Regions from separate parts of the Sus scrofa genome. Here regions 2, 3, 4, 5, 6 and 7 are each linked to region 1. The links are chromatin contacts, called in public HiChIP or PLAC-seq and promoter capture Hi-C maps. All regions are on one chromosome and are shown on one strand. Each heading gives the region's core, a stretch centred on a gene start, on an enhancer-like site or on the middle of the called end of the contact. The rest is flanking DNA. Distances are from core to core; before and after follow the strand shown. Region 1 holds the start of MCL1 (MCL1, BCL2 family apoptosis regulator). Region 2 holds the start of VPS72 (vacuolar protein sorting-associated protein 72 homolog). Region 3 holds the start of TNFAIP8L2 (TNF alpha induced protein 8 like 2). Region 4 holds the start of CDC42SE1 (CDC42 small effector 1). Region 5 holds the start of PRUNE1 (protein prune homolog). Region 6 holds the start of CERS2 (ceramide synthase 2). Region 7 holds the start of CA14 (carbonic anhydrase 14).

The links. Promoter capture Hi-C pulls out the DNA fragments that hold promoters and counts their contacts. HiChIP or PLAC-seq counts read pairs in DNA pulled down with a chosen protein or histone mark.
Region 2: a contact with region 1 is called in an H3K27ac HiChIP or PLAC-seq map of alveolar macrophages. The contact joins the promoter of VPS72 here to the promoter of MCL1 in region 1. A contact is called at or near these places in 2 of 2 datasets of contacts at active chromatin or transcription factors (alveolar macrophages and skeletal muscle).
Region 3: an H3K27ac HiChIP or PLAC-seq map of alveolar macrophages shows a contact between it and region 1. The contact joins the promoter of TNFAIP8L2 here to the promoter of MCL1 in region 1. A contact is called at or near these places in 2 of 2 datasets of contacts at active chromatin or transcription factors (alveolar macrophages and skeletal muscle).
Region 4: an H3K27ac HiChIP or PLAC-seq map of alveolar macrophages shows a contact between it and region 1. The contact joins the promoter of CDC42SE1 here to the promoter of MCL1 in region 1. A contact is called at or near these places in 1 of 47 Hi-C or Micro-C datasets (embryonic fibroblasts) and 2 of 2 datasets of contacts at active chromatin or transcription factors (alveolar macrophages and skeletal muscle).
Region 5: a contact with region 1 is called in an H3K27ac HiChIP or PLAC-seq map of alveolar macrophages. The contact joins the promoter of PRUNE1 here to the promoter of MCL1 in region 1. A contact is called at or near these places in 2 of 47 Hi-C or Micro-C datasets (embryonic fibroblasts and epiblast stem cells) and 2 of 2 datasets of contacts at active chromatin or transcription factors (alveolar macrophages and skeletal muscle).
Region 6: a contact with region 1 is called in a promoter capture Hi-C map of fetal liver, with 3 times the contacts expected there. The contact joins the promoter of CERS2 here to the promoter of MCL1 in region 1. A contact is called at or near these places in 3 of 5 promoter capture datasets (fetal liver and liver), 3 of 47 Hi-C or Micro-C datasets (embryonic fibroblasts, epiblast stem cells and liver) and 2 of 2 datasets of contacts at active chromatin or transcription factors (alveolar macrophages and skeletal muscle).
Region 7: a contact with region 1 is called in an H3K27ac HiChIP or PLAC-seq map of skeletal muscle. The contact joins the promoter of CA14 here to the promoter of MCL1 in region 1. A contact is called at or near these places in 1 of 47 Hi-C or Micro-C datasets (embryonic fibroblasts) and 2 of 2 datasets of contacts at active chromatin or transcription factors (alveolar macrophages and skeletal muscle).

The regions. Positions count from the first base shown.
Region 1 is chr4:98,560,365-98,563,718 of Sscrofa11.1, reverse strand. MCL1 (MCL1, BCL2 family apoptosis regulator) reads right to left here and starts at 1,627. Exons shown (of 3, transcript NM_001348806.1): 1 at 795-1,627; 2 at 194-441. The coding sequence starts at 1,485.
Region 2 is chr4:98,060,642-98,063,995 of Sscrofa11.1, reverse strand. VPS72 (vacuolar protein sorting-associated protein 72 homolog) reads right to left here and starts at 1,735. Exons shown (of 6, transcript XM_001929654.5): 1 at 1,507-1,735. The coding sequence starts at 1,623. It also overlaps a transcript of PIP5K1A not described here.
Region 3 is chr4:98,094,805-98,098,158 of Sscrofa11.1, reverse strand. It overlaps TNFAIP8L2 (TNF alpha induced protein 8 like 2), which reads left to right and starts at 1,633. Exons shown (of 2, transcript NM_001204370.1): 1 at 1,633-1,716.
Region 4 is chr4:98,170,881-98,174,234 of Sscrofa11.1, reverse strand. It overlaps CDC42SE1 (CDC42 small effector 1), which reads right to left and starts at 1,567. Exons shown (of 5, transcript NM_001190193.1): 1 at 1,509-1,567. MLLT11 (myeloid/lymphoid or mixed-lineage leukemia; translocated to, 11) reads left to right here and starts at 2,561. Exons shown (of 2, transcript NM_001244607.1): 1 at 2,561-2,716.
Region 5 is chr4:98,217,199-98,220,552 of Sscrofa11.1, reverse strand. PRUNE1 (protein prune homolog) reads left to right here and starts at 1,691. Exons shown (of 9, transcript XM_013997183.2): 1 at 1,691-1,820. It overlaps MINDY1 (ubiquitin carboxyl-terminal hydrolase MINDY-1), which reads right to left and starts at 1,937. Exons shown (of 10, transcript XM_001929665.7): 1 at 1,211-1,937.
Region 6 is chr4:98,249,265-98,252,618 of Sscrofa11.1, reverse strand. It overlaps CERS2 (ceramide synthase 2), which reads right to left and starts at 1,846. Exons shown (of 11, transcript XM_005663490.3): 1 at 1,694-1,846.
Region 7 is chr4:98,827,447-98,830,800 of Sscrofa11.1, reverse strand. CA14 (carbonic anhydrase 14) reads left to right here and starts at 1,867. Exons shown (of 9, transcript XR_002343445.1): 1 at 1,867-3,012.

The DNA of each region.
Region 1 (3,354 bases), core at 378-2,877:
CAATCAGTAAAATAGCCTAAACTTTTCATAAAACTAGAATTTTTGATGCAACGTATTCAGAGGTACATTAAGTTAGAGCCCGAAAACTGAGTTGTGCATCTGTAAAAACCTCTAGATATCCCCTTTCTCTATAAAACCCTCCACTCCATCCCCACTTCTTCAAGTCCCCTTTTCAACCTTAAATGAAACTTACCCAGCCTCTTTGTTTGACTAGCCAGTCTCGTTTTGTCCTTACGAGAACATCTGTGATGCTTTCTGCTAACGGTTCGATGCAGCTTTCTTGATTTATACTCTTCAAGTGTTTGGCCACAAAGGCACCAAAAGAAATAAGAGTCACAATCCTGCCCCAGTTTGTTACTCCGTCACTGAAAACGTGGACCATCACTCGAGACAAAGATTTGACATCGTCTTCGTTTTTGATGTCCAGTTTCCGAAGCATGCCTGAGAGGAAAAAAAGCATGCAGGTTCTCACCGCCTCCTTTGTCTAAACCAGGGCACGATTCGCCTGCCCACCCACGACGGGGGAAATCGCTATTTGAGCTCTATAGAATTTAGGCCGTTCCCACTTGAAAATTGACATCCCACCCTTTCCGGGCTTTGAACAGAGCTGCCATTTCCAAAAGAATCAAGTGGGCGGAAACAATGACTCACGGCCAGAATATTCTGGTTTCAGAAATGGGATAAGAGTCGTTTCAACATGGACTCGTTTCGGTTTCCACCCACCGAAGGTGCGTGAGTCCAGAGAGCTAAAGAGAAAGAAAAAGCAGGGCAGCCTTCACGACTAACCCCCTTACCTTGGAAGGCCGTCTCGTGGTTGCGCTGCACCCCGTCCCCGACCCGTCGCAGGGTCTCTAACGCCTTCCGGCTGGCGGCCCCAGACCCGCCCATTGGCTTCGCGTCCTTGGCGCCGGTTGCCTGCTCCCGAAGGTACCGAGAGATAATCTCCAGGGACTGCCGGTATAACTCGTCCTCCTCCTCCTCTGCCGGGGGCGGCGTCGAGGGGAGCGAGCCGTCCGTGCCGGGGCCACTACTGGCCTCCTCGACTAACCCCAGCAAGGGCAGGACGGCCGGCCGCTTCCCGAGGGGCTCCGGCTCGTACCCGTCCAGCTCCTCTTCGGGAGACATGATGGCGTCGGAGGCCGGGGATTCCATCTCTTCAGGCGGCGACGCGAGGCGGGTGGGCGCGAAGAACAGCAGTCTGGCGGGGGTCGCGGTGACGTCGGGGCCCTCGGCGCCAATGGGCGAGGGCCGCGCGACCCTCCGGGCGTCTGGCGCAGGAGTGGACGGGGGGCTCGCGCCGGCGCTTCCGCCAATCACCATGCCGGCTTCCCCTCCCCCTACCTCTTGCCGGGCCGTGGCCTCTTTTCCCGTAGCCAAGAGACGGCCTCCCGGAGCGGAGGCGCTGCTGCCGCTTCCAGGCCCCAATCCGGCCCCCCCACAGTAGAGGTTGAGTCCGATTACTGCGTTTCTCTGGAGGCCAAACATCGCAAGCCGCCGCCGCCACCACCTTGGCAGAAAAATGGGGGAGGCCCGACTCCTTACGGGAAGGAAGCGGAAGTAAGGTCTGAGAGAGGCACTCCTAGATCGCAGTTTTAGAACCAGTCCGCAGTGGCGTCAGCAACTCTCTAAAAAAAAAAAAAAAAAAATTGAACCCCCGTAAAAGGGCAAGGGGCGGAAGCTTCCGGAGAATGCAGCACCGCACGGCACCTAACCGGCGGTTCGGGGGGCGGGGCTTCCGGCTCTCCGAACCTCTCGCGGCCCGTTACGTAACCTTGGCTCCAGCCCTCTGCAAGGTGGGCTTGCGCTCTTCACCCGTGCCGGTCTGGGCCGGCTGGGGATTGCTACCTCGTCGCTTCCCTGAGTGCTGATTTGCAAGCCCCTTCTGTTGCTTTTGTACCGGAGGGTTGTTTTTTTTTTCCCCCACACCACAGTCCTAACCCTCGAGTCACTCGGAGATTGAGGAAGAGGGATGAGTAAATTCTGCCACGGATGCGGGACCACAGCCTTAGGATGGATGAATATGAGGACACTGTTGGGAAAATGTAGTTATTTTGCGCAACCTCAGCTCTGTACTCTCATTCCAACATTGTGTGGAAACGGGGACGCTCCATGGACTGACCTATAGAATCATTTTTACGTAAATTCGCAAAGCGAAATTGTTCTGCTCCAGCTAAATTTTATGCCTGTCTCCCTATTTGCTTTCTCCCATCGCCATCTCTCTCATGCTTTTTATATATGTCTTACTCGTTCACTACATCTTCTGAGACTCTTGATACCACTTACGTTGATAAGAGACATTTGAATCTAGGGGTAAACCCCTTAAGGACATGGATCTTGTTATATACCATATATGTGAGTTAACATTAATTGAAGCAACCTGTTTTTCCTAAAAGATCTGTAAAATTAGTAATAGCTAAAATTCAAGAGCAAAGTATTTGAGGGACAGAAGCAGGAAAGGTGAGCATGGTTCCTATTCCTGAAAACATCACTTTAATAAGGAAATAGGGCACCTGTACCACAGGATTATGTATTTGGGCAAGACCTAGAAGCATGGAGCTTTATAATAAGGGGCAGAAAGTTTGGAGAGAAACATCCTGCGGTTGTAGTGAATAAGAAATGGTTTATCTATTTAAGGAATGTAAAATCTTGCACAGCAACAAACCATAATGTGAGATGGAATATAGGAGGCATCAACAACTTAATATTGGAATTAAGAGGCTGGAAAATTCACTTTCGGCTAGGAGAGCTAGGGGAAGACTTTATGGAAGAGGTAGCTTTTTCTGCTCTGCTTTCTAGAACGCGATTTTATTTAGGGGAAAGAGATTGAGCAAATTTGCGTGCAAAAGCGGTTTCTTCTTCAGAGGCTGTAGAAGGAAGTGCATTGCTGGTTTCACTTTAAGCTTATAGCCAGAAATCTCAAGTGTTCAGTAATCCTATTGCAGTTCCTTAATCGATTCACTCTCCTGTGATCCAAGATGACTATTGAACACCTTCTTTTATATCCTTAAACGTCCCATATTCCCTTCTCCCAGCCTCACTTTAAGCTTTTAACTTACTGAGAAAATGGAAACAATCAGAGGAGAAAAACTTCATTTCTTTCTTTCTTTTTTTTTTTTTTTTTTTTTGCTTTTTTAGGGCTGCACCTGTGGCATATGGAGGTTCCCAGGCTAGGGTCGAATTGGAGCTACAGCTGCCTGCCTACACCACAGCAACAGCAATACCGATCCAAGCCGCGTCTTCCACCTACGTCATAGCTCTCGGAAACACCGGATCCCCAACCCACTGAGCGAGGCCAGGGATTGAACCTCATGGATACTAGGCTGATTCATTTCTGCTGCACCGTAACAGGAACTC
Region 2 (3,354 bases), core at 486-2,985, 500 kb after region 1:
GAAGAAGGAAGGGTACATATTAAATAACAACTCGTAAAATGACAGGAATAGGAAAATGGCCTTTGGAGGAGGGATGGGAAAGTTCTATTTTAAACTACTTGCTTAGGGGGTTGTTGTGATGATTCCTAATCAGTCACCAAGTCCTGTGGATTCTATTTCTCCTTAATTTCTCCTGAACCCTCCTGATCATGTTTCTCTACTCCCGCTGCCTTCTTCAAATCCACAATACAGAGTGATCTTTATAAAGTACAAATCTGATCATAAAACTATGACAAATATTCTCAGTCCTCTGGATGAAGAGCAAAACTCCTTAACATGGCTCACAAGCCCTCCATGATCTGGCCCACGCCTACTCCCTCCAGCCTGACCAACCTTTATTCTCCTTCATGGTCTGGATAATGACAGTAGATATGCAGGTCCCTGACAAGGATCTCAGCGTTTTTATACATCTCTGCCCCACCCCCTCGCTGGACCAACCCTCCTCCTTCCCCTGCTCCTACTCCTACCACTATTCAGCCAGCCAAGGCCACTTTTCATATGGTCCTCAGCTTATCCTGATGCCTATCCCAAACAACTTTGGCTCCATGTGGAATTTAAACTGACTTAATTCAGCTAGTTCCCCCACTGGAATCTGGAATATGTCAGAACAAAATGGTGGGGTCTGTTTTTTGGTTTGTTTTCTTTTTGGCTGCGCTGGAGCCATGTGCAACTTCCCCACCAGGGACTGAACTGGTGCCAAAGGAGGTGACCCAAGCGGCAGCAGTGACACCATGCCCTTAACTGGCTGAGCCACAGAGGAACTCCCCAAAGTGGTGTTTTTAATACTCTGTTTCCCTAAAGCCTATCACAGTTCTTGGCTTGCTCTATGCGTTTAATATATTTGATGAACGGTTAGATTCAATCAATATAAAATTTAACAAGTGCCAACCCAATGAGGACACTGGACCAGGCATTGGACATGTGTACTGTTAAACAAAACAGATTATCTCTAACCTTAAAGCGCTTACAATCTGATAGAAAAGTATAAACAAGCCAGCAAAAGCTATTACAAATCGAAATAGGTTCTACGAAAGATATATAGGGAGAAACTTCTTAGCACAATCAAGGAAAGGCTATTTACCCAAGAGACATTTACACCGAGATCTGAAAGCTGAAAAAGGAGTATGCTAAGTGCCTCTATTTTTTCTTGAGAGAGATTTCTTTTCTATACTTGAGATGAATAACCAGGCAGTGGGCCAACGAGCATACACCGCGTGACTACGATGTGCTGTATGCTAGACGTCAGAAGTGCAATGAGAGATGCAGCTGGGGAAGTACACAGCAGGTTTCAGCCATCCAGGACTCTCCCTTCCAGGACTCCAGTTTATCCTCCAGTCTCGCCCACCCCATCTCGAGTATCAGCTACCAAGGATCCTCTCTTCCCCCACCCCCTTCTTTGTCCGAGGTTTCTCCCTTCAGGACTCCTTTCAGCTTCCTTCCCTCCCTCTTCCTGGGCCCGGCTCTTGCCTCAGTGAAACCCCCATAAGTCGTCTGGTAGAACTCATCTTCCTCCTCTGCCTCCAGGAGACCAGAAAGCCGGTTCCCTGCGGTCTTCCGGGGGGCCCGGCCCCCAGCCAAACTCATAGTGCCTACTCAGACTGCGCCACCACCAGCAACCCCTCACACAGCGCGGTCCTCAAGGATCGGCTCTCGACACCACTACCTGCGGGCGGCATGCGACGGCGGAAGCCGGTCATCTACAGGCAGAAGTAGCAGAGCGTCGAGAGATTCCTAGTCCCGCCCCCGAAATCTTCTCACGGCTTCAGCCCCGCCCACGCCTGCGCAGAGACTACCCCAAGCTCCCCGCCCCAGTTCCGGCGCCCATCTGGGCTGTGAAATACTTCGATTTGGTGACCCCCAGAAACCCCGCTACACTGAGTGCAGAAATCGGGAGCCAAGAAATTTTCATTTAGAAGAGGTCAGTCTCCCTCTGCTCCAGTTCGTTTTCCACTCTGCTGCCAGTAGGAACCTTTCTAAAAACCCAGATTTTGTCACACTTTTGCTCAAAAATCTTTAATGGCTCCTTCCTTGTCGACTTACAGGGTAAAGTCCAAATGTTTTTTAAATTTAGTTTTTAGTTTATATTGGATTATAGTTGATTTTCAATGTTGTGTTAATTTCAGGTGTACAGAAAAGTGATTCAGTTATACATATACCCATTCGTCTTTTTAAGTAAGTTGTTTTTTTTTTTTTTTTTGTCTTTTTGCGGTTTCTTGGGCCACTCCCGTGGCATATGGAGGTTCCCAGGCTAGGGGTCGAATCGGAGCCGTAGCTGCAGGCCTACGCCAGAGCCGCAGCAACGCGGATCCCAGCCGCTTCTGCAACCTACACCACAGCTCAGGGTAACGCCGGATCCTTAACCCACTGAACAAGGCCAGGGATCAAACTCGCAACTTCATGGTTCCCAGTCAGACTCGTTAACCACTGAGCCACAATGGGAACTCCTTAAGTAAAATTAAAAAAAAAAAAAAAAAATTCCCCCTTTTTCGGCAACCCGCATGACATGCAGAAGTTCCAGGACTAGGGATCAAATCCAAGCCAGAGCTTCGACCTACACAAAGCAACTTCTGATTATCTATTTTATTTTATTATTTTCTTTTCTTTCTTTCTTTCTTTTTAGGGCTGCACCCGCTGCATATCGAGGTTCCCAGGCTGGGGGTTGAATCAGCTACAGCTGCTGCCCTACACCACAGCCACAGCAATGCAGGATCTGAGCTGCATCTGTGACCTACACCACAGCTTAACCCACTGAGTGAGGCCAGCGATTGAACCCGAGTCCTCATGGATTCTAGCCGGGTTCGTTAACCGCTGAGCCAAGACGGGAACTCCTGATGTTTGTCCTTCTCTGCCTGAAAGTCCAAAATTCTTGTGGCGGAATAGTAGCATGGCTGAGAGCTGAGTTGTAGAGCCAGCCAGACCTGAGTTTGAGTTTGAGTTTAAGGTCTTCTAGCTGTGTGACTTTGGACAAGTTGTTTTGCCTCCCTGAATTTTAATCTTCTCATCTGTAAAGTGACACTAATAAGAATACCTACACTTTTAGGTGGTTGAGAAGATTTAAATATCTAATCCTTGTAAACCACTTAGCACAGTAATAAGCACATAGATGTTTGTTTGGTAGGGGATAACTACTATTAACATAGCTTTCAAGATCCTTCATCAGTCATTTAGCTTCTCCCTGCCTTTAACAGCCTCACATTATTCCACATCATCCTATTCTAGCATCGTTTCCCTGACACCAATTCTTTATCATGTCTCCGTATTTTTCCTTCTTAAAATTTCTTCTTTTTCTTACCTACCTGGCAAAATTCCAGTTCT
Region 3 (3,354 bases), core at 384-2,883, 470 kb after region 1:
TTTAAGGCCTTCCATAATCTGGTCTTTTTCTTTCTTCACTTCTTTTTCAAACAACCTCTGCTCTAGATATACAGAATAAATCACCACTTCCTGAATATGCCCTTTTTTATCTTTATTTGCTGTATGGCTTGTGCTTATCTTCATTATCTGGGGAGCAATCCTTCCATACTCTGCCTAGTAAGTAGTTAAATCTATCCTCTAAGTCTTCCTCTTCAGCCCTTCTATCAGAAATAATCTTAAATCAACTGTATTCCAATACAAAAGAAAAAAGAAAATACAGATAAACAAAAACTATCCAAAATCTACCACCCAAAGATAACCCCCACTAAAAAAGGAAAAAAAAAAAAGAAATAATCAAAACTTCTCTTTACTGGGAGTTCCCTCCATGGCTCAGAAGTTAACGAATCTGGAATTCCTATTGTGGCGCAGTGGTTAACGAATCCGACTAGGAACCAAGAGGTTGTGGGTTCGATCCCTGCCCTTGCTCAGTGGGTTAACGATCCGGCGTTGCCGTGAGCTGTGGTGTAGGTTGCAGACGCGGCTCAGATCCAGCATTGCTGTGGCTCTGGCGTAGGCCGGTGGCCACAGCTCCAATTCGACCCCTAGCCTGGGAACCTCCATATGCCGTGGGAGTGGCCCAAAGAAATAGCAAAAAGACAAAAAAAAAAAAAAAGAAGTTAACGAATCTGACTAGGATCCATGAAGTTGAGAGTTCAATCCCTGGCCTTGCTCAGTGGGTCAAGGATCTGGCAGTGAGCTGTGGTGTAGGTCGCAGACAGAGTTCAGATCCCATGTTGCTGTTGGCTGTAGGGTAGGCCGGCAGGTGCAGCTCTGATTTGACCCCTAGCCTGGGAACTTCCATACACCTCAGGTGCGCCCCCCACAAATTCTCTTTATTGTCATAATTCTTTAAACTTCTATTAAAGCTAATCTGACATAATCTGACCTGTATTACAGCTATGTGTGCTTACATTTATCTCCCTGACCAGGCTGTAAGATTCTTGACGGTAAATAATTTTGCCTTATTCACAAACTGTGACTTACCTTCATTTTTGTATCCCATTAGCAGCTACAAAGTAGTGGTATAATGATGTGCTGACACCTGCTGGTCATATCTGGTTCAGCAGTCCTTACCCCAGCATCTTCCTCTCTATAGTATTAAGGGTGGAGACACCCTTACCCAGCCAGGCCCTAGAAGCATATGCTCCTGGTAATGTTGCCCCACAGCAGCATCCATTCCTACAGATTCCAGGGACACACTCAGACCTGCTGATGTCTAATTTGCCTTTAGAGTCACTGCTCTCAGTCCAATCTTCAGAGCTTTCCCCTCTGACTCCCCCACCCCAGCAATTTGTACTTCACGTTTCCCTTGAACCATAGAAATGTAAGAAAAGATCACAAGGAACTGGGCAGAAGGATAGAAAGAGGCAGACAGACAGTTTGGGAGCAGGGGATGTACAGTCCTTTCTTTTCACCTCAAAGAATTGAGACTGTTTCCTACAGAGAACCATTCCTTTTGACTTTTGTCTTAATTCCAGGAGGCTCTCATTCACAGACCTTTTTGGTGACAGTGTGATGAACCGGAGGTTGAGCACAGAGTAGGTAGGCGGGGTTTGGGGGTGGGGCCAGGCCAAAGAGCCTCTCACTTAGGAGCTTCTCCATTCTGTCAGCTCTCCCGGAACATCCAAGGCAAGACTGGCACCCAGGGCGCGGCAGGTGAGGGATCAGCAATGACAGAAGGGTAGGCTTTAGGGGTGATGGTGGCAGGAGAATCCCAGCTCTGCTGACCTGAGCTTCCCAAATTGTGAGACTCTCATTTGATAGAATTCTTGAGTCCCCAGTGGGGAGGTCCAGCTCAGTTTTCCCTGGGGCAAGGAAGCCTCAGAGAGAAAGACACGCTTTGGGATGGGTGGGGGCAGGGTGGAGGGATGGCAATGGAGATGGGTATGGGACACACTGCTGAGAGATGCAAGGCAATCTTAGGAGACATGGAGGTAGATGCCAGGGCCAGAGGGAGAGCATGGCCAGAGGATCACATGGCAGGATCCAGACAAGAGAAAAGGGGAGACTGAAACAGGGAGAGAGGGAGAGGACAGTGGAACAAATATGAGATGGCACTGGGGGCAGAGGAGAGCTGGGTAACAGGAAGGCCAAGGAGGAAGGAAGGCTCACATGGAGCAATCTCCTCTTCCGGCTGTAAAGCGCGCTCCAGAAAGCCCCAGCAAAACCGGGAGCGAAGTGGGGCACCAGGTTCCCACCAGACTGATTCAGCTGGAGGAGAATCCCCCCAGTTACCCACCTCCCCTGCTTCTTCATACTCCCATTTCAGTTGGGGGAGAGGGTGAGGCTGCTCCTCACTGCGGTCACAGCCACATCCTGCAGAGCAGGGGAGGGGGAAGTAAGAAGCAAAACAAGCAGAACCACCACAGGCAAAGACCATGGGGAGCATGCCCTGGATACATACAGCTGACGTGCCACCAGGGTGTCCTCAGCTCAGGCCCAGCAGAGGCCCAACACCTCTAGGACTCTGCATTTCTCAGGCTTCCTCAGTGTGCTTCAACCTTACTGAGAGCATTCCAAGGAAGGAGGCTGTCTTTGGATTATTTGGCCCACTTGGTAAAAGCCCACTTTTATCATTTGCTAGTGACTTTAGCCAAGTTGCTTAATTTCTCTTAGTTTCATTTTTCTCATTGCAAACTAGGGACACCTCCCTTACAACAGGCTGGGAAGACAGAAATAATTCACATAAAGCGCTTGGCACATAGTAGGTTCTCAATAAATATTAAGTTTTTTTTTTTTTTTTTTTTTTTTGTCTTTTTGTCTTTTTAGGGCTATACCCGCAGCATATGGAGGTTCCCAGGCTAGAGGTCTAATCAGAGCTGCAGCCACCGCCCCATGCCAGAGCCACAGCAACGCAGGAACTGAGCCACATCTGTGACCTACACCATAGCTCCCGGCAACAATGGATCCTAACTCACTGAGCAAGGCCAGGGATCGGAACTGCAACCTCAAGGTTCCTAGTTAGACTTGTTTCCGCTACGCCACAGCGGGAGCTCCTAGTTATTATTTTTATCAGGACTCCCAGGACCCCTATATTTCTCACTTCTTTAAAGGTAGGACAGCACACTCCCTGACATGGGCTTTTGGAGTCTGAAAATCAGTTGTGTTTGACCTTGGGTAAATTACTTAATGTAAGCCTCAGTTTGCTCAGCTGTAAAACAAGGAGAGTAATACCTGCACCTCACAGAAGTACAGTACCCAGTGTGTGTCCAAAAATGGCAGCTATGAGAACTACCTGCCAGGTAAGCTTCACCTTCTCCACTGTAGTAGCAACAGCCTACTTCCCTTGGGGTC
Region 4 (3,354 bases), core at 318-2,817, 390 kb after region 1:
GGGGAGCTGTGGTCAGTGGGGAAGTCAGTCAGTCAGTCACAGGGTTTGTCATGATGGTGGTGGTGTCGGGTGGTAAGGGTTGGGGGGAGGGGGGTGAAGAAAACAATGAAGAATCAGAGGAAACCCCCAACATTACCAGATGGTCGTACTGAGACCGACCTCTCCCCCAGCAGCCCCCACCCCCACCCCGCTCGAAGCTGAGTGGACAGAAGTGGATGGTGGGAAGGGAGAGGAGAGAAGAGGGGGAGGAGGAGAGAGAGGGAAAGGGGCAGTGGAGGGAACAAGGACATTTCTGTTCCTGTTCCAGGGACCTGGCCAGAGCTGGGTGGAGGGAGACTGTGTGTGGGACTCAGCATGAAATGTCCAATAATGATGAGGAGTGACCAGGAAATTCCATTCCCTAGGACACAGGACATAAGGGTCTCTGAAACTTGGGGGTGGGGTGAGTGAGAGGAGAAAACCGGGCAGGGTGAATGTGCTGGTGGAGACGGGGGAGGGGAACAAGGCCAGAAAAGGAAGTAAGAGTGATTGGCTGCCACTCTCCTTTAAAATATCTTGAATGGGTTGAGGAAAAATCAAGTCTTGAACTGGAAAGTCCAGGAGGAAGAGCACCTGAACCCACTACCCACTGTCTCAACCCCACAATAAAGGGGAAGGGGCTGGGTAAACAGCAGCAGGGGTCAGGATTAGATCACGTAAGGCCGCATCCTGACAGCCAAATAGTGCAGAGAACTGGTAGGTAAGGTGAAATGCAGAGCTGGAAAGACATCAAGGTCACAATGGAGCTTAAGAGCTTTAAAACTACTGGGGAGTGAGAAGTGGGGAGAAAGGTTCCAGGGAGGAAGGATGTACAGAGGTAGTTCCCTGGTCCTGTTCTAGCCCCAAACCGGTTTTCCCGGTCCCGCTGCCTCCAGCCTCAAGGCCTCCAACCCGCTGCCTGACAAGCCTTCACAAGAAGCAGCTGGAGAGAAAGAGAAAGAGAACTGAGAGAATGGAGTGGGCTGTTCTGGCTATGAGCCCAGGACTGCAGCTGGTCCCCTATGGAGACCTCCAGACATGGAGGGCTGCTGCGGGGGCTCTAGAGAAATAGAGGTGAACCCCATCTTTCAGTCAAGTGACAAGCATTTGCCCCAGGACCAACTGTGTCCTTCCCCAGGTAGGTCTTGGGGAGGCTCAAGAGGAAACAGAGCTAGGCCCTAAAAACTCCCCCTTCCCAATATATTCAGTGACATAGATTCCATTTCTGCTCACCCCCACCCCCAACTCTACCTGGAAAGTCTCTGCTCCTCCCGAGGCTGAATTAGGATTGGGACCTCTCTGTGAATCTTTCCAACTGAGCCACTGCCTTCCGTGGCTGCCTGTCTCAGATCTAGACTCTCCCGGACCAGCTCCGCTTCACTTTGTCGGCACAGCCAACACTGAGGCTAGTTGAGTCTCAAAAGAGACTTTCTTCCCAACTCCCCAACACTCCAGACCCTTCTTTCCCTTCTACTCTTCATGGGCCTCACCTGTGCACCGCCCGAGCGTGGACAGGGACGGTCACTCACCGAGCGCACCCCTTCTGCCACCGACCCAGCATCTCGGCAGACGCGGACGCCCTTCTCCCCCACCCCCAGCATCCGGTGCGTCTCCGCCTGGCTGGGCAGGCGGGGCGCACCGGCCGAGCGACCGACTCCCAGTCCTCACCTGCTCTGCTACGGCATCCAGGCGTCCGGCAGCTGGTGGGGGGCCCCCGCTCGGTGCCCGCCAATGTGGGGTTCCCGGGCTCGCTCCTCGGCGCGGTGGGGAGCCGAGGGCGGGCCGGCAGAGGTGGGGCTGGCCGAGGGCGGAAACGGCCGCGACGCGATTACGAAACCCGTCCGGCTGGGAGCCGGGCGCACAGCTCCACTCTGGACTAAGGAGGCACTGCTCTGTGAAGGGACGTGGGAGGGGCCTCGGAAGCCCCCGGGGGCCGCCGCCCCTGCGGGTTGAACCCGGGAAAGTGGACCCTCGAGGAGGGCCTGGCATCCAAGCTGGACCCTCCGGAATCGCACTATCTCTTCGCGCGCCAGACGTTGCGGGGCAAGAGGAAGCGGAGCCCCCAAATCCTCCGGCCCCAACCTTTTTCAGAGATTTGCAGAAGCACGCACAGCCCCCAGTCTTCCTGTGCCCTATACCAGATGGAATAGAGCTGGGTGTATTTACCCGCCGGGAGGGTGGGGAGGCAAATCGGGAAGGATGGAGAATTTTTCTGATTCTCAAAAACAGTTCGTAACCTGAAATCAAATTGGGGAATAAAAGGACACTCCTCTCCTCCATCAATAGAGTTAAGATATTTAATCTATAGACCTAAAAGTAGAGGACAACGGACTGCTCATTCATTGCACCCTCAGTCAGCATGGGGGTGCTGGAAGAGCTCAGGAATCTTTGCGCAGACCAATGAGCCTACGGAGATGCTTTAATCCTGTCTCCCTCCCTAACGTGTTCTGGAACCTATCATTTGAATTAGCCGAGTCAGGCAGGGAGGGGGCGGGAAGTCCTTCCGCCCTTCTTAGGAGGGGCTGCATTGCAGGGGGAGACTGAGCAGACTGACTCAGTCACTGAACAGGGAGAGGGAGTGAGAAGACAAAGCCGTCAAAACCCCAGTAGCTTTCTTTTTCTCCAGCCCAGAGCAGACACCGGAGCTCCGAGGTACTCCCTCCATCTTTGGAACACGCTCATAATTCATCGATAACAGGTAAAGTAAACTGAGGGAGGGGGGCCAGGGGGCTGCAAAGATAAAGAGCAGCTGTTTCTAGTTAGACTGAAGACCCCAAATGAGGATGAGGTTGGGGGATAGTTCAAGAGGAGAGAAGGCAGCGCTGTGAACAGCAGATAGTAATTTGTTCACGGTTTTACATGTCTTTGCTAAGATCTCCATCCATGCCTTATAATCCTTTAGATTAATTTCTAACAATTTACATGTAATTATTTTTCAGCATTTATCTCATTCCATTGATCAATTTGCCTATATTGCCCTGATGATAATAAAATTATTTCTTTTATTTATCTTCAGTCTAGTTATCTAGTATCTTTCTTTTAAGCTGTAATTTGTTCTCCCGGTTTTTGATGAATCTCTTGTCCTACTGTGTCCCTCTAACCTCTACTTCCCTGTATTTTCTTTTTTTTTTTTTTTCTGTCGTGTGCCATTGCTTTGTCTACCCTCACCCCAAACTTATTCGTCTTGGTAGGAAGGATTCTGCGGGGGAGATTTGATGACATGGAGATTAATCCTGACCTTTCTTTTAAGCCTCCTCCCATTCTCAAACCTTTGCTCCAAAGAAAGAGGCAGCTTGAAATAGGAAGGTAGGGGCCTCTGTGTTGGAGAACTGCCTG
Region 5 (3,354 bases), core at 442-2,941, 340 kb after region 1:
CTTTCCCCCTTGATTGGGTGAGAAAAAGGGAGAAATTAAACTTGCTAGAAATCTTTTCTCTTGCTTCCTCCTAACCTGAGACTATGCTTCCTCTTGCAATCCCTTGCAATCTGGCAGGAATTTAGGGCTAGGGTAAAGCCTGGGAAGTGAAGCTGAAGAATATAAAAGTCACCAAAATAAGCCTAGTCACCCAAATTGATCATCCTCCTGATTCAAATATAATTTATGCTATCTGCATCTCATTTACATGTTGTTAATTTAGAAGAATCAGAGTATAGCAAAAATTGCCTGCAGGCCTGACACTTTTTTTTTTCTCTCTCTGTCTTCTTTTTCCTCCTTTCCCAAATGACACTTAGGATGAGCCTGGGAAGCAGAAACAAGAGCCTGGGAACACTTTTTTTAAAGCTTAGAGAAAAACAGGGAAGAAAAGAAAAGATCAATAATTAAGTGGGGGCTGGGCAGCTAGCTGGCCAGACAGGTAAACCAAAAGAACCCAGGAGCTGGACACCGGAGGAAGCTGGGTCTCAGAGAAACTGGGCAAAGTTGGATGGGCTAAGTCTTCAGAATAGAGGCAGGAAGCGTGATGGAGAATTTCTCCTCTTCAAGGTACCTGCCTGGTGCTCCTTCAGAGCAGGAGAGAATGAGGGAGCACAGGTACTCAAACAAATCAGGATTTCTCTTTCTTTTTCCTCTTAAATCCAACACATTTTCTCCAGCTGGAATTATCCTCTGGTGGTGAGTGAGAGGTAAAGCAGCCCAGACCCACCCCTAGCCAGCGGCAGTAAGTAGCCAAAAGTTGGAAGAAGCATATACAACTGGTACCCAGCTTCCACAAGACGCCCCCCACCCGCACTCCCTAGGAACTTTACTCTCCCCTCAAGTGCTTTACTGTCCCCCTCTAATCTCTTTCTCGCTCTGATGCAAATCGTCACAGAACTAATGGTTTAGAAGTTCTCCTCAGAGTTAAGTCAACGACGGTGCCTTGTCTACGTGCTAGCAAGGGAGAGGGGGAAGGTGTCATTAAAAGGAAGAAATACAGGGACCCAAGCAGCGTCTTTTACATATTCCTTCTGCCTGAACGCCTCTCAAAATCTAAACGTGTAGAGACCCAACGTGGAAGAACAGTCAGTGTCACCTCCCCAGGGCTAAAGAGGAAACAGAGGACTGGGGATTAGGAGAAGAGGTGAAGGAAATGGTTCAAAGTTTTTACCTTAAAGAAGTGGGTGCTGTTCCAGGACACAGAAGGAGGGTGCAGCTCTGGCAATACGATGGGGCAGGTGGGTGCAGTGAGGGGCGCCACCACACTCCCAGCTGCCTTCCAGCTGTCAAAGCCAGAGCTCGCACAGGTTTACACGGGTTTGTGCGCAGCAGTCTTGGCCGGATGGTGGCCACTTCCGGACTCACGCCCACGGCCGGCCGGGGGCACTGGAAGAGGGTGGAGACCGGCAGGAGTGCAGCCCAGGTACTCCCAGGTCGCTCAGAGCGTCTCCAGGATTTCTGAGTCGCCGAGTCTAGGGCGTGCGCTCCAGGCCCAGTCTAGCGAGCTGGTTTTCAAAGGAAGTTTGTGGGTTTTCTTTTTTCTTCTTTCTCTCTCTCTCTCTCTCTCTTTCCCGTCGGGACAAAGAAAAATCAGTCAAGGACAAGCTTCTGGGAGGAGGAGGAGCCAGGCCAGCACTGGAGGATTTCCATTAGGGCTTTCTGACCTGGTCAGCAGCTTGGTGATCAGCAGTGAGAGAGAGAGAAACAGGAGAGAAAAACAACAGACCCTTTCTCCTCCCTCCGCCTGCCGCTGGAAGGGACGGAGCGCTTGTGCCTCTCTGGTGAGAAGAGGGAAAAGCAAGGGCCCTTGCTGAGTGGGGAGGAGGAGCAGGGCCGGACAGCAGCAGCTTGTTGGATCTGGGCTTTCTCTCTAGGTACAAAAGTCCTTTGCTCTGGATCCACAGAGGCAGGCCAGACAGCGTGATATTAGCATAATTACTCATTTAAAGTGAAAAATCCTTATCCTTTCAAAATCCTTACTATATCTCTTTTTTGTTTGTTTTTTGTTTTTTAGGGCCGCACCTGCGGCACATGGAAGTTCCCAGGCTGGGATCTAATCAGATCAGCAACAAAGGATCTGAGCTGCATCTGCCACCTACACCACAGCCTACGGCAATGCCAGGATCCTTAACCCACGGAGCAAGGCCAGGGATCGAACCCGCAACCTCATGGTCCCTAGTCGGATTCGTTTCCGCCGCACCGCAACAGAAACTCCCTCACTTTTTTTTTTTATAGTTAATAATGATTTTTATTTTTTCCATTATAGCTGATTTACAGTGTTCTGTCAATTTTCTGCTGCACAGCAAGGTGACCCAGTAACACATACACGTATTTGCTCACTTTTTTAGTCTAGAAACCAGTTGGGCTATGCCCCTGGTAGTGCAGAGAGGGTGTGTAAGAAGCCCCAGGCTCTGGGAAGAGTGAAGCAGGGAGAAAACTAGCTGAGCAAGCAGGAGCTTCAATATCCCTCTGCTCCGGTCCTTGTTCCCACCACAGGCCTCAGCTTCTCATCTATCACCTCCTCTCAATTCCGAGCTTGGGGAGCAGGAAAAACTGGTGTGAGGTTGGTGGTAGGAAACAAAGGGATTCATTAATAAATGAGGGAACATTTGATGAAAAGAGTACATTTATCACGGAGTTCCCATTGTGGCACAGTGGTTAACGAATCCGACTAGGAATCATGAGGTTGCGGGTTCGATCCCTGGCCTTGATCAGTGGGTTAAGCTGTGGTGTAGGTCACAGACAAGGCTCAGATCCCATGTTGCTGTGGCTCTGGCGTAGGCCGGCGACTACAGCTCCGATTAGACCCCTAGCCTGGGAACTTCCATATGCCACAGGAAGCGGCCCTAGAAAAGGCAAAAAGACAAAAAAAAAAAAAAAAAAGCACATTTTCTGCAGTATTCTGCACTACCCTGGGGCTGGAAGGTGGTAGTTAAATGTGGTTGGAACCCAACTCTACATTCTGAAAGGTTCCCCCAAGCTCTACTTACATGGCTGCTCCAGGATGAAACTTCAAACAACTCTGAAGGCTGCAGGGGCATTTGGAACAATTAGGGAGGCAGGTGAGCAGAAACCCAAGTTACAACAGTCCGGAAAAAGAAAGAGAATTTGCTGACGCTATAGAAAAAAAGAGGCTATAGAGTTGTAATGGCAGCAACTGGAGTTGGCAAGAGGCTGTAGGAATTAAGAAGAGAGGCCAAAGATTATTACGATGTTTTCATATTCCAATATTTTTATAACATGGATAATCACAAAATTGTGATTGCAATGGGACCGTTTGTTAAAGTAGAGAATTCGAGAAAGTTGAAAAGCCGT
Region 6 (3,354 bases), core at 597-3,096, 310 kb after region 1:
TGGACTCTGGTATGGGACACCAACCCCTCCAACACAGATTTGGAATGACTGCCTGCTGGAGGCCTTCTCTGATACAATTCTCTGGGAAAAGGAGCTCATGCCTTTCCTCAAGGATCCTCAGAACCTCCTGACTCCTGCACCTAGCAACTCAGGTGCCTGAGACCAGATTTTGCTGCTAAGAGCCCGGCTTGGGGAGAGTGAACCCCTAAATTCAGGCCAACAATTAGTACCACACACCTGCAATTAACCTACTAGCCAGTGAGCCTCCGGGCCAGTAATTAGCGAGTCGAGGCCCAGAAAACCAGTCTCTCCAGTGGCTTCCCCCTCCCCAGCCCACACGCCCCATAACGGTATAGGAGCCTTCGCCTTGGGGTGGCCGGGGCAGAAACTCAGAGCCACTCCTTCCTGTTTCACGTAAAGCACATGGACGTTCTGACCTCCCTCCCGGACTGGGCACAGTAGGCGGGTAAGAAAGAACAGCAAGACCCTCCGCCCTCCTCCCACTCTAGCCATGGGGCCGTCAGAGCCAGGCAGGGGCCACGCCGCGCGGGCCGGCTGCCAGGCAGAGGGCTCTCGCGCAAGTGATCCCCGGGCTTCTCTACTTTCCAACAAAGGGGCTCCGCCGTCCGCTAGCGGCCCCGCGGCCCCACCTCCTGTTCCATACCTGTTGCCCAGGAGGGCTCCTCCGGGCTCCGGGCGGCGCGCCCAGGCGCCCGGCCAGTCTGCCCTCGGGCGGCGCTGGGGGCCCGGCCGCTCCCGCGAGGCGCTCCGGCCCGCCCTCCCCAGGCCGGCCGCCATGAGCGCGCCGGGCAGAGGCCCCGAGCCCGCGGCGGCGCCCCGCGCCCGGCCGCCCGAGGGTGTGCCCCCGGGCCCCTCTGCCCTCCTCAGCCCGCTCCCTTCCCCACCGGGCCCAGTCCGCCGAGCCGCGTCCGCGCGGCCCCCAGTTCTCGCAACTTTTCCGGGCCTCGTCCCGCCCCACCCCTGCGCGCGGCGCCTCGGGCTCCCGGGCTGGGGTCCCGACTCACTCGGCGGCGGCGGCGGCGGCGTCGCGGAGCTGGCCCGGCCGGGAGCCGCTGCTCCGTCTCTCTTCTCGTCCGAGCTCCGGGCCCCCTCCGAACTGGCTCCGCTCGCTCCTCTCCTCCCCCTTCCGCCCGCCCGCCTGCCCGCTCGCTCCCTCCCTCCTTCCTCCTCCGCCCGCCGCCCGCCGAGCCCAGCCGAGCTGAGTGCGAGCCCAGCCAGCCAGCCCGGGAAAGAAAGGCCGCGAGCAACACAGGAGCCGGGAGACTGGGCGTGGGCCTGCGGCCCGGCGACGGAAAGGGAGAGAAGGGCGGGCGGAGGGGCCCGGGCCTCCGCGCGGGGCAGCCGCGCCCAGCCCCCGCCGCCTGCCGCCGCCCCCTTCCCGGCCCGGGGACCCGAGCCCTTGCGGCGCGGGTTCTGCAGCCGCGCCCACTGGCATCCTGGCATCGAGGGAGAAGCCCCCCGATGAGGGCAGGCAGTGTGGGTTCTCTCCCAGCCCCTTGTCTCTCCGTTAAAGGTTAGATGTAGCCCTGGGGAACCGCGGGACAGACCGGGGACCGCAGAGCGGTATTGCCCCTGCCCCACCCCACCCCGGCCACCCCCAACTGCGGTCCCCGACCTGCACCCGGCTGCAGCCCCCGGTTCCCTCTGCGCGACCGACTGCCACACTTCTCACCTCCAGCCCTACTGGGAGGCAGGAGGGGGCGCAGCCCCTGAGAGTCCTTTCCAAGTGCCGCGCGCCGAGGCCGAGCGCCTCGCCAAGGCCGACCCAGGCAGCGGGCCCTCGAGATTCCGCTGTCCTTCCAGCGCGGAGCCCGCTACCCCTAGGGCGTCCCCCGCCCCAGCCCGCCGTAAAACCCACAGCGTTTCCACCCAGTGCTGTTTAAAACCTACCCGCAGTGGTACACATACCCTCCTGTAGTAGACTCTGAAGGAGCCAACCTCCAACTTTTTAATGTAAAATGCGTTCGAGTTTGCCATCTAGACCACGTTTATCCGTATTTAAATTCATATTGTAAAATGTTTTTCCCTTAGTCTGGTAAAAGCAATGTTTCAGGAAGATGCAAAATGTTTATCCTACAAAATTGGCCTTGATTCGTACAGAGGACAGAGTGTGACCAAAATGTGTCTAAGGGTTTGTTTAGAGAGGGCCCCCTAAGTAGAGGTAATTGAATTCTTTACGGTAATGAAATGGTGCTTTTTATACTGTCACAATTAGAACCTCTGACAGTGGCTGGTTTCAAAGTTTATCTAGTCAAGTTCAGGGGCTTTGACAGTTCTGTTAAGAAAGAATGTATGACCTCACTAATCCAGTTTGAGACCCTTGCTTAAGGCTCTTTCTGGAGAAGGAGGCAGAAGCTGACCTCCAAACATTTCCTTTGCTCTTTGCGGTGAGAGGCCCCAGCCCATGCCAACCTACCACTAGGGAATTCAGACCTGTTGGTCCATTCCCTGGACTCTTCAGCCTTCTTTAGCCCGGTTTTCCAGTTCCCAACAACCACTCTAGCCCTTTATTCCTTTGCCCCAGGCTAAACTCCTTTAATAGCATATCATATTAGCATACCATATCCGGCTACCCCTTCCCTACTGTTACTGCCCCTCCCTCAATCTCCCAATTCCACGGTTCCCTCTACCTTTTCTCCCCCCTTTTTTGGCCGCCCTGTGGCATATCCAACATATCCAGAGGTCACATCCAACCTGCAGTTGTAGCTGTCACAACACTGGATCCTTAGCCCACTGTGCTTGCGTGCCAGTGCTCCCAAAATGCCACTGATCCCACTGAGCCCCAGGAGGACCTCCTCCCTCTACCTTTTTTTTTTTTTTTTTTTTTTTTTTTTTTTTGCCTTTTCTAGGGCCACTCCCATGGCATATGGAGGTTCCCAGGCTAGGGGTCTAATCGGAGCTGTAGCCACCGGCCTACACCACAGCCACACAGGATCCGAGCTGAGTCTGCAACCTACATCACAGCTCACGGCAACGCCGGATCCTTAACCCACTGAGCAAGGGCAGGGATCGAACCCGCAACCTCATGATTCCTAGTTGATTCGTTAACCACTGTGCCACAATGGAAACTCCTCTCTCTACCTTTCTTACGTGCCTTCCCCAGATTCCCTTTTCCAGCAGGGTTCCAGTGTCTCCTCTTTGGGCCCTGGCTAAACTTTGAGTAAGCTCTCTACTCCCGCCCCATGTCTGTCCTACTTGGTTCAAACCTTTTACTTTCTAAACCCTTTTTCTCAGGCAGTTTTCCTAGATGCCAGGCTTTCCCAAAGTCCCACCAGTCTTTTAAAATGATTCCTCAGAGGACTGAAGACCAGTTAACTTTCTTTTAAGATAGCA
Region 7 (3,354 bases), core at 618-3,117, 270 kb before region 1:
CCCACTGGGTCCCTGTGAGGCATTTTAGACTATTTACAATATTTAGTGAGTTTTAAAAATGACCTTTTTTTTTTTTTTTTTTGGAGTTCCCATTGTGGCTCAGTGGTTAACGAACCCAACTAGTATCCATGAGGACGCGGGTTTGATCCCTGGCCTCGCTCAGTGGGTTAAGGATCTGGTGTTGCTGTGGCGGGTGGCTACAGCTCCAATTCAGCCCCTAGCCTGGGAACATCTGTGTGCCTCGGGTGCAGCCCTAAAAAGACAAAACAAAACAAAACCAAAAACCTTTTTTAAAAAGGACCTTTTAAGGAAAAACAAACCAAAAAGTCAACCCACTTGGACACCTTTGATTCTCTGACTTGTTCATGTTTAACTGCATCTGAAAAGTCGGGAGATGGCGCCAGAAGGCAGCAGAACGCGTTGGCTTTAGGAGTGTTTTAGCCAATCCCAGAGTAAGGAATGGGCTGGAGCAGGAGAAGTAAGAATTGAAACAAAGGCGCCAGAGTTTGTGTAGCAACTACCAAGGTGGGGGTGGGGGGTGGTCTCTCTCTCTCTTTTTTTTTTTAACCTATAAGAGTCCTCTTGACACTACTCCAAATCAGCCTGGTGACAACAGAAATATCCACAGTAGAACCAAAGATATAAATAAAGGCGAGTCCCTGGAGTTTGCCTCCTCTCCTAGATACCAGGGCCTTTGTCCACTTGGGAAGCACAAGGGCCTGGAGGAGCCGCTAACTCAGAACTGAGAAGGTGCTGATTTGGGGCTAAGACACCTTTGTGAAACATTTTTCAGCTGTGTAGCAAAATCCTAAAGCCCACCAGCAGAGAAACACTTCCCAGAAGAAATCAATCACACGTGAATACTTGGAACGAAAACATTAAAAATGAAAGAAATTTTAAAGACAACCAGGAGGTGGCGCCTGGCAAGACACACTACCTGCCTTGGGAGGCTGCGCTGCAGCTGGCCGCTCTGACAACTTTGTCCTGGCAGAGGTCACTCTGTCCGGGCCCTGGGCCTCTCCTTTTCTATTTTGTGAAAGTTGTCTCTGCTTTCTTTCTTTTTCTATTCCTCTGTGTTTACTCTCCTGATCCCCAGGAAGTCTAATTTACACTTTAAGCCTTTTATTCTTCTTAGATGGGATGAGTGGCACTTTGGGAGAACTTCAAAACATAAAATTTATCCATAAGGGAAAATTAATTTGGAGGGTAATGAGAGAATTAAAAAGGAATGACATCTGCAAAATGGCTTTGCTTTGCAGATCAACCACAATGGACAGAAAAGCATGGCGGGCTCCTGCCTCCGCAAGGGCTGATGACCTCGCATATGCGTTATTCTGTTCACGTGTCTTTTATCCCGCTTCCTAGTTTAGCTTCTGCTCCTCTTGTTTTGGCTAGGGATTACTACTTGGCAGGAGCAAGGAGGGCAGAGGGAGCTCAAAAGGGTGCATTCTCCTGGCTGTGACTCCGGTGAAGGGGTTTCAGTGTCTGGCCAGGAGTTATCTGTGGGCTTCACATTCCATAATGAGGGATTTAGGATGTGCATTCCAGTCGGGATTTCCAGTCCTGTGGGGGAACAAGCACCAGCCCACATTCCTGAGACTCGGCAGCCTCTATGCTCCACTCACCCAGCTTTTTGGTGGCAGGTTTCACCCAGTCCCCAAAGTCCTGCCTCAGCCCTTTGTTGGGCAGGAGGAAAGACCCTGGGCCCCTCTCCCTCTTCCACTCCAACTGGATCACATGATCACATGGTCTCTCTCTGCTCCCTCCCCTCTTTTTCTCTGGAGTCCGCCTTTTTTTTTTTTTTTTTTTTTTTTTTTTTGATGGTGGTTGTGATTGTTTCTAAGGTCTCCCTGCCTCTCCTCCTGTCCTGGCCACCCTGCCAGGGGTCAGTGTCCTCTTCAGTGACAAAAGCCGCCCTAGATCTGGGCTCCCTGGGGAGGGAGGTGGTTGGGTCTGGCAGTTGGAGCCGCTGTCTCTCCATGGTGCTGCTGCAGCCCTTCCCCCCGCTGGGCACACAAATGGGCTTTATCCAGCAAACAAAACCACCCCCCACCCAGGCCGCACAGGCACGTGGACCCAGGCCTCACCGTGGGAAGGGGGTGGTGACAGGCGCAGAAGAAAGAGATCTCTCCAAACAAGTTCTCTTCGCCTCACTTCTCTTCCTTATTTTCCACAATCCAGATTTCAGTCCTTGACTTCTTCCCCTCCACCCGCACCCTGAGTCTCCCAACTCCTTCTGGTTACCTCGGTCCTGACTCTGGACTCTTCCTGGGCAGCTCACATTCTGCAGCGGATTGGAAGCAGATCCTCCCAGGGAAAAAGCCAGATGGAGAATGAGAACCCAGGGTCCCCCAAGGGGGCTGGATGAGACCCCCAGGGACTGGACCCCCGAGCCCTCCTTTCCTGCCTCCACCCACTCCAGGGGACACCCTTCTGAACAGTGTCTGTGTGAATAGCAAAGGAAGGAAGAGCTCACCCCAGCTGGGCTCCTGAGCCAGGGCCAGGGCTCCTGTGAAACCCGCCGCGTGCGCTCCGCTCTGAGCTGGGCCATCCTGCATGCTTAATGGGCTATTTAAGGAGTTGTTCGCCAGCAACCCAGTCAACCCCCCCTCCCCACGTACACCCGTCCAGAGCCACCTTAAAAGCAGGAGGCAGTTGTGAAGTTGCTGGCCAGCAAGTGGAGTGAAGACTGCAGAAGGAGATAAAAAAGAAAGAGGGCAGCAAAAGATTTGTCCTGGACACCCAGAAACTCACGGTCCCCCACTGAAAACCAAATCCCCTGGAAGCCTGCAGAGACACAAAGACAGCACGAGAAACAGAGATAAATACACTCAGCCTCAGGAAACTCCTCTTCTCTCTCTCTCTCTTTCCCTCTCTCTCTCACCTCCCAGCCCTCTCCCTACCCTAGTCCTCTGGTCTCCAAACTCCTAGTACCTTGTGCTCCCTCCGGAAATACCATGTTGGTCTTCATCCTCCTGCTAAAGGTGATGTGGATCCTGGCTGCAGAAGACGGTAGGTACATCTGGATGTGTGTCTGTCTGTGCTGATGCACACATGTTGCCATTGCATGCTTAATGGAGAAGGAGGAGTGTACAAGGTAGCCTGGGGGCTAGATTAATAGGCTCAGACTTGGAGGGAGAAAAAAGAGGAGTGGGCTGAGGACCACTTTCCTTCTTTTCCCTTCACCTTTCCAGCCTTGCCGTTTGTGGGGCCAGAGGAGAGCTGGCCGGGGGACAGGATGTGTACACGTGCTGGAGAATGGCTTTACGGGCTACGGTCTCTCCAGAGCTCTTTCCCCCACTGCCCTACTCTCAGGCAACCCTCCTGGCCTTCTTTATTTACAAACTCATCCAA